Regions from separate parts of the Ovis aries genome. Here region 2 is linked to region 1. The links are chromatin contacts, called in public Hi-C maps. All regions are on one chromosome and are shown on one strand. The core of a region is the stretch at or near the end of the contact, and the rest is flanking DNA. Distances in the headings are between cores, read along the strand shown.

What was found. Hi-C and Micro-C count contacts between places; a contact is called where the count stands out from the background.
Region 2: a contact with region 1 is called in a Hi-C map of liver, with 2.2 times the contacts expected there. The contact joins the enhancer-like site here to the promoter of TRABD2B in region 1. A contact is called at or near these places in 4 of 16 Hi-C or Micro-C datasets (liver, mixed tissues, skin fibroblasts and 1 more).

Annotation. Positions count from the first base shown.
Region 1 is chr1:22,505,069-22,509,293 of ARS-UI_Ramb_v3.0, forward strand. It overlaps TRABD2B (TraB domain containing 2B), which reads right to left and starts at 2,369. Exons shown (of 6, transcript XM_042247704.2): 1 at 2,138-2,369; 2 at 1-66. The coding sequence starts at 2,239.
Region 2 is chr1:22,621,030-22,625,254 of ARS-UI_Ramb_v3.0, forward strand. No RefSeq gene overlaps it. Among named protein-coding and RNA genes, the nearest start is that of TRABD2B, 120 kb to the left of the region's middle. Within about 2 kb of position 2,167, at least 1 of the 54 cell types and tissues checked has an H3K27ac peak or open chromatin away from gene starts, as enhancers often do. A contact at or near this core is called in liver, where this site is marked.

The DNA of each region.
Region 1 (4,225 bases), core at 1,119-3,618:
GGTGCCAAACAGATAGGCCGGGGGGTCACGCCGAATAGTCCACAGGAAGGAGTTCAGGTCCCTCTGCTGCAGAAGGAGAGGTGAAGGAAGGCCGTCAGGCTGAAGCCAGCAGAAGGTTAGAACAGAGGGGGCAGGTGGAGGTGGGCATAGAAGACAGAGACCGACTTAGGGCGATGGGAAGGAGCAAGGGCTTTGGAAACTGAGACCCACATTCAAATCCTGGCTTTGGCCTGTCTTGGCTGTATGATCTTAAGCACACTGTTTCACTTCCCACAGACTCAGTTTCCCCATCTGTAAAATGGGAGCTGATTGTTGGGAGGATGAAAAGACACAATCTATGTAAATAAGCCCAGAGAGCAGTGCCAGGCTCAGAAGGAGTGAAGGCAGTGAAGGAAGCTCTCGTTATGATTGGCTCTAGCTGTGAGTGCCAAGGACTGCCACACCACCTGAGAATATTTAATCTTGGCCAAGCCAAACCTTCACCGGCGGTGTTTCATGTGGAGGGTGGGGAGAGGGGGACCAAGAGTCCTGCTCTGGCAAGAAGGGAGGAAGTCATATAACTTTTAAATCCAACCATTAGAAGATACACGCCAAGAGCACTTTGAAAGCAGAACACCTATTAAAAATAGCCTATTTAAACAGCTACTTCCCCATTCAGCAGGGCGGATGCAGTTTTCTTTTTGGAGGGCAGGTCTGGGGTGTCAGCTACTCTGCTCCACCAGCTGAAACCACAGATGAGAAAGTGCTTTAAAACCTGCAGGCTAAGTAAAGTCTCAGGCCCTAGTTTGGGAGGGAAAGATTCCACAGAATTAGTCCCAAGAAATGTACATGCTTTCCAGGCTCCTCCCTTTAAAAGGTGTACCTGGGCTCCAAGTCCAATTGTCTGCCGTCACCTAGGCTCTGAAGAGGAATGTGCGTGTGTGTGTGTGTGTGTGTGTGTGTGTGTGTGTGCGCGTGTGTGTGTGTGTAGAGATGAAGGAGGGTCGTGAAGACATGGGTCATTTCTCCAATCCAGTTTAGGTCCAGGGGTCAAGGGACATGAGAAAGGGTCTCTCCTGTCTCTCAGGCAAAGTCACTGTCCACCCAGGAACATCCTCTGAACCATTACTGCCATCGACCCTGGAACACCCCCTGGACCGTCCACTGCCAGCCACCACCTGCAAGCTTTCCGTCAACTCATAAAATTTTTCTGCCTGATTCTAGTACAAAAGAAAAGTATCTGTTGGGGTGGGGAAAGGGAATAGTACCTTACTTTACCAATAGTCAACAAATGTAAATCTCAGCATCCTGGTGAGAGACTGGCACTGAGGACTCTGCCTGCCGCCTAGCTCCCTGTTTCCATACAAGTCAGGTCGCTGGAGGTGCACCTTGCCCAAGGTCAACTAGCTGGGCAGCCAGTGAGGACCTAACAGACGGTTTCCTGCTCCCTGGTCTCCAAACCAGGGTTATTTTCAAGGCACTAGTTTACACTTCGAGGGAGAAAGACTGAGGGAAATCAAGGGATTCCTTAGTTTGGAAGGAAAATTAGGAAACCTAGTAATTACTCAATCCCCAAAGAAATATTAGGCCAGCATGTCCTGGCACTTTCTTTTCCTCTCCTCTGGAATCTTCATCCTTTTCGTGAAACCGGGGGCACCTGGGAGCGTGGGTGCTGGGGCCTGGGCTAGAGATGCAGAAAGTTTGCCTGAGGTCACCGGCGGGGGTCAAGAGAGAGAGGGGAGCTTGCGAGGAGTCTGGGCGTGTGAACGACAGGAAGGGGCAGAGAAGAGAAAGGCAAGGAACAGCGTCAGAAGTGGGAAGAGAGGAACCAGAGGGTAAAGACGGGATCAAAGTAAGAGGGGAGTCCAAAAGGGCACAGAGAGGAAAGTTCCAAGCGGGACCGAAAGTCCGAGGAGAGCCCGAGAGCGTCAGCGGGTGGGGAAGGAGCTGGAGAGGGAGCGCCCCAGCTCGGTTCCCAGCACGGGACAGGAGCTCGGGCGGCAGAAGCCAGGGCAGGGCGCCCGAGGCAGCGCCCGGAGCGGAGAGGTGGAGCGGGTGGGCCGAAGTGGATGCGGAAGGCAGGACCCCCAAACCATCGTCCCCGCGGGGCTGGAGTGGCCGGGCGGCCGGGAGAGTGGCCGGGCGGGCGCTCGCTCACCGATCCGGGCGGCCGGCACTGTCCTCCGTCCGGGGGCTGCGGGCGGGCGCGGGCGGTGGCCAGGAGGGCGGCGAGCAGCGGCCCTGCCAGGGCGGCGTGCATCCTGCCGGGCCTGCGGGGCGCGGGGGACCGTCCTGGGAGGCGCCCCCTCGGCGGGGCAGGCAGCCCCCGGCTGGGCACAGAGGTTCCTCCGCAGCGCGGGGCTCCGGACGCGGGATGCCGGGAGCCCTTTGGGGCGTGGCTGGATGTCCCTGCCGGACCCGGGGGTCCCTTTGGGGCGGGGCTCCGCCCGCTGTAAGAGGGGGATCCTCTGGGGCGGGGCCCCCTCACCGGGGCGCGCCGCCCGCTTGGACGAGCCCCGGGGCTGTGAGAGCGCGCCGGGGTCCCGGGACTCGCGGAGGTCCCGGAGCTGCGTCGCGGTCCAGGGGTGCACGGTGTTCCCGGAGCAGTACCGGGACGGCGGGCGCGCGAGGACCCGGGGTTATGCTGGGGACCCGGGGCGCGCAAGGGTCCCAGGGGTGCGCGGTGCTCCAGGGGGCGCGCGGTGGGACAAGTGCGGCGGCGGGCGCGGCGGGGGCGGGGGTCGGGTCTGGGGCGCCCGGTGGCCCCCGAGCGGGGCTCAGAGGGGCGGCGGGCGGCCGCGCGGCCGCTGCCCGGGCTCCGCCATGCTGCTCCGCGGCCGGGAGGGAAGGAGAGAGGAGGGCGGGAGAGCGGCGCGGAGCCGGGCCGGGCGGGGGGCTGGGGCCGCCGGGGCGGGGGGAGGGGAGGACCCGGCGCGGGGGGCGGGGGGCCGGGGCCGCGCCGGGCCGGGCCGGGCCGCAGGGAGTCCGGGCGAGCTCTGCGCCCGGGCGCGGCGAGGCGGGGTCTGATGGGCATGGCAGGCGCTCACTCGCTCCTCTCCTGTTCCCTCGCTCGCTCCCTCATACACACGCGCGGAGGGAGGCGAAGCCCGCAGCAGCCACTTCCCAACTTTCCAAACTTCCCAGCGCAACTTTTTCCTCTCCTCCCCTGCCCGCGCCTCCTCCTCGATCTCCCTCCCTCCTCCCTTCGCCAGCTCCGCTCCGGGCCGCAGCTTCCGCGCGCGGCCGCCAGAGGGCGCCTGGGCCGATATCCGAAGGGCCAACTTCAATCCGCTCCGCTCTGGACTCCACTGGCCCGGGCAGAGGCAAACGTGGGCACATGGACCAGACAAGTCCTGGAGCCGTAAACAGCTAGAGAGGAGACGGACAGGAGGGGGTCGGCGCTCCCAGACTGGCTGGAAGGCAGCACTGAAAGGAAATCCCCGGAAGCTGGTATCTACAACTTTGTGTCATAGCCCTGTTCCCAATGCGGGCACGTGATTAGTAGGTGTTCTGGGGACACTAGTTGCATGCAAACAGAACAACAAAATGATCTTCCTCAAAATTTCCTCAGACTTAAACTGTTTAAACAGCTTTCTCCATCTATATCTTTGTACCACACAGGATCCTGGTGAGGGGTCCTGCAAGGGTGAGTATCAATATCCCAGTTCCTTAGACCTTAAAAGTTGAAAGAGCCCTTAAAACCAGCCTCCTTCAGTTCTGGAGAGGCAAATGAAACTTAGAGAAGGCCAAGAGGCAAGACCCAAGCCTCTGGATGGTTTCCAGCAAAGAGGGAAACTGAGTCATGGGCATGAAGTTGTCAGAGCCCTCAGCCTATGGAGGAGGGTAGATGGGGACAAACATGCAAACAGGTAATTAAAATATGGACGGTAAGTGCCAGGAGAGGCAGAAGCTCAGAGAAATGGGAACAGAGAGAAAAGTGTCCTCATTCAGCCTCAGGGCTCAGGGAAGACTCCTGGGAGTGGTCTTGAAGGGTAAGTCAGGGGTAGCTGAGTAAAGGAGCAGGTGGGAGAGCACGGGTACCTGCAGGGGACTGCTAGCAGTTAGGCATGGCTGGAGCAAAAACCCAGTGGTAAGAACTTAAGTTGTGTCCTTTGGCCAGGTGTCGTACTTGGTACATACTGCTGCTGCTGCTAAGTCGCTTCAGTCGTGTCCGACTCTGTGCGACCCCATAGACGGCTGCCCACCAGGCTCCCCTGCCCCTGGGATTCTCCAGGCAAGAACACTA
Region 2 (4,225 bases), core at 917-3,416, 120 kb after region 1:
TACTGGAGAAAACTCTTGGAGATGGACTCTTTTCATAAGAGGTTTTTGAGGACTTCCCTGGTGGCCCAGTGATTAAGAATCTGCCTTCCAATGCAGAGGACACAGGTTCAATCCCTGCTCGGGGAACTAAGATCCCACACGCCATGGAGCAACTAAGTCCATGCAGCCACTGAGCCTGCACGCCGATACAAAGATCTTGCATGCTGCGGCTAAGACCCAACACAGCCAAAGAAATACACTTTTTAAGAACAAGAATCTTTAAAGAAAGAGATTTTTGAGATCAAGAGAGCTGAGCTCTGTGGGTATTGGTTAACAGACAGACACTCACCTGTGGGTTGGGAGAGGTCACGGGGGAGTAGGAGAAGGAGAGGGCGCAGGGGACGGGGTGGCTGGTGGATCTGGTCTGACTCTATGTCCAAGCTCCCAGCTATAAATAGCTAGTCTTAGGGAGCTCAGTCTTTTGCACTAGTCATGTGAGAACCTTCTGAGAACTGGATGGAACCACCAGGTGAACGGGAGGTAACAGGCAGGCTGAAACACAATCGACCAGTCACCTTCAGAGGTGGAGACCACACATAGGAGGAGATTTTTACCAGGATGGGGGTGATTGGTTGGTTAAAATCTCAAGGAGAGAAGATTCTGGGGGCTGTGTCTCTGACTCCAAACCTCTGAGGGCTGAGGCAGAAGCAGTGGTAGAGAGCCAAGCTTTAGCTGAGAAGGACAGCTGTCCTCACTGTGGGCTGCCTGGGGAGGCACTGAGTTCCGAACCCGGCAATGTTCAGTGGAGCCTGGAGGCAAAGGACTGCTCTTCACTGGGGCTGGGCAGGCAGGGAGGGTGGGAAGGGAGAGCCATGACGCTGAGGATACCCTGGCAGAGGAGGAATCATCTGGTGGAAAGATTGGTGATAAACAGGCCCAGTTGAGACTGTTCATCTCATAACTGGAGAGTGCAAAGTTTACAGTTTACAGTTTAGAGTACAAGCCTACAGGGGAAGCTAACTGACAAATTCCTACCTTCCCTAGAGATGTGGATACTCTGGGCCCCAGGATTTCCCTGCATGATTTGGCCTTTTGGGAAAGGCAAGAGAATATGATGCTTTCCTAGTCCATTTGGGCTGCTGTAACAAAATACCACAGAGAGGGTAGCAACATAGATGACAGACATTTCCCAGTTCTGGAAGCTGGAAGTTCAAGATCAAGGTGCCAGCTGGTGGGTGTCTGGTGAGGGCTTGCTTCCTGGTTCATAGATGAGCTGTCTTCTTGCTGTGTCTTCACATGGTGAGACAGCTCTCTGGGGTCTCTTTTATAAGAGACAGCTCCTCCCTCATGACCTTATCACTTCCAAAAGGCTCACCACATTGGAGGTTAGGATCTGAACAAATGAATTTTGGGGGGGGGGAAACATTGTCTACATCAGATGAGGAAAAGAAAGAGGGGAGAGGGACTTCCCTGTGATCTAATGGTTAAAACTGTGTGCTGCTAATTCAGAAGGCCAGGTTTGAGCCCTGGTCGGGGAACTAAGGTCCTACATGCTGTCCTGCTCAGCCAAAAGATTAAAAAAATAAAAGGACAAAAATGGGGGTGGTGGGAGAAAGGGCAGGGGGAGGGGCAGCAGAAGGTAGCATCCAGTGTTTAGAGGGCACCTACCAGATTTCAGACACACTCACACCTTGGCCACATCGACTCCTTGTACAAGCTTCTGTGTTTCACAGATGATGATCTGAGGTGGACTCTCAACCAGGAAGGCTCCAGGTAGGCCTGGCTGGAAAGCCTGCTCAGTTCTGGGTAGCGTCCTGCCTTCCTCGGGGTGGGTAGCACAGCACCTCTCACCTGAAGTGTTGCCAGAGGTCATTTCTTGACCCCTCCCCCCAACCAGGCCTCCTGTAATCTGCTTGAAGTGAAGTGAAGTGAAGTGAAAGTCGCCCAGTCGTGTCCAACTCTCTGTGACCTCATGGACTATACAATCCAGGGAATTCTCTAGGCTGGAATACTGTAGTGGGTAGCCATTCCCTTCTCCAGGGGATCTTCCCGACCCAGGAATCAAATCAGGCAGATTCTTTAGCAACTGAATTTGTAATCTGCTTGCCTCCCCTTGATTCCTCCAAACTGTGGGTCTCCACAAAAAAAAGAATGGGGCACTTGGCTCCCTCTTGTGGTTGGATTAGTCAGAAGATGGCTTGGAGGAGCAATGCCTGTCAGGATCACTGAAAAAAATCACTGCAGTGAGAAAGGTTTGCTGTAATGCTGTTTAGTTGCCCTGGAGTTAACTTGGGATCAGGAGTACGGCTGCCTGTGGCCCAGAGGTAAACCTCGTCCATTCTTTCAGATGTGTTCTCTCTGGGCTGGGCACGAAGGGCACAAGATGAACAGGTTCTGAGTAGATGTGTATGTGCACGCTCAGTCAGCTGTGTCCAGCTCTTGCAACCCACGGATGGTAGCCCGCCAGCTTCCTCTGACCATGGGGTTTCCCAGGCAAGAATGCTGAATGCTGGAATGGGTTGCCATTTCCTTCTCCAGTGGATCTTCTTGACCTAGGGATAAAACCCGTGTCTCCTGCATTGGCAGGCAGGTTCTTTACCCCTGAGCCACCTGAGAAAGGTTTGGCTGAGAGCATATTCCAGCAGTGGAGCTCTCTGGCACAGAGTAGGTGTGCTATGCAAATCTGAAGAGTCATTGAATGAAATAAGACTTGGAGGCCGAGGTGGGCCATTGGGGAGATCAGGGGGTGGAAAAAAAAAGCACAACCTTAATGTTGAAAACTATGTTTCATTCAGCAGACATTCCAAGGACTTCAAGCCTAGCAGGCCAAGGAAGGAGCCAGGATATATGGGAGTTTTTGCAACAAAGGCCAGGTAGTCTGAATGTCAAACGATTACTGTTACTTACAGAAAACCAGATATCTCAAGTTAAGGAGTTTAGTGCTTTTCTGTGTATGGGAAGGTGCAAGACTCTGGGCTTATTGAAATCATTCCTTTGATACACACCTTAGCTACCTAGGGCCAGCATCCTGTCCTTTTCCACCCTGAGTTCCCTCTGAGTTCACCAGTGGTGGGGAGGGGCAGGGCTGCTGTAGCTGAGGACTTAGCTGCACGCAGTCCTTTGGTCTCCACCAGGGTTTCCCTGAAGGTTCAGCAGGTTAAAGAATTCACCTGCGGGAGACACAGAAGATCTGGGTTTGATCCCTGGGTCAGGAAGATCCCTTGGAGGAAGAAGATACCCTGGATGAAGCAATGGCAACCCAGTCCAGTATCCTTGCCTGAAAAATCCCATGGAAAGAGGAGCTTGGTGGACCAAGGGTTGCCAAAGTCAGCCATGACTGAACACATCCACACACACGCACACACGTGCGCACACACATACACACACACACTGGAGTTCCCTCAGGGTTCCCCCTCAGGGCAGCTTTAGTGGCTTGATGGCTTTCATATCCTCTGTTTACTGATAAGGCAGACACGGGGGTAAAGAGAGAACCAGTGAGGGAAGAGTGCCAGCTGGGCAGAGCTCGAGGCTCCAGACTCTGCTCTCCAGCCACCCCTGGGAGCCCGACACAAAGCAGTTACCCTCCACCGGGGGGCCTCGGAGCCTTGGCCTGCAAAATCACCGAGTTGATTTATGTTGGTGCTGTTCATTCTAGGCTGTACTTATTAATCACCTGGGAAGTCTGAAAATATCCTGATAACTGGGCTCTCTCCCTAGAGATTCTGACTTAATAGGTCTGAGGTGGGGCCTGTGCATTGCTCTTTTTTTAAATTTCCCCAGCTGATTACAGTATGTTGCCATGGCTGAGAAAGGCGTGGGTTATTTTTCCGAACCCCTCAAACTCCCATTGCCTGTAATTCTGAGATTGCTTTTAAGGTATTTCACTAAATTTAATTTGTATCCTGCAGTAGTAGATGATGTTATTTCACCATTAGGACAATGGGCTGGTATTTGTCACCAATAAACCTCAAGATAGTTCTGGATGTTTGTGTCCGTGGGGTAATCCCATCAATGGGCCATGAGAATATGATTTATCCCCCCCTGCCTCTAATGTAATTAAGTGTGCATTAAAAGAAGGCTGCACTGTTGAGATGCAAATTAGGGATGGCAGTTTACCTTCAAATTGCCATTTTGTTAAGGTTACCATTGTGTTGTTTCAAGTGCTTAAAAGTGCGTTATTCCTGTAGCAAACACAGGAAGTCCACCGGGAGAGAAAGCACAACACACTCCAGAGACGTTGGAGGCC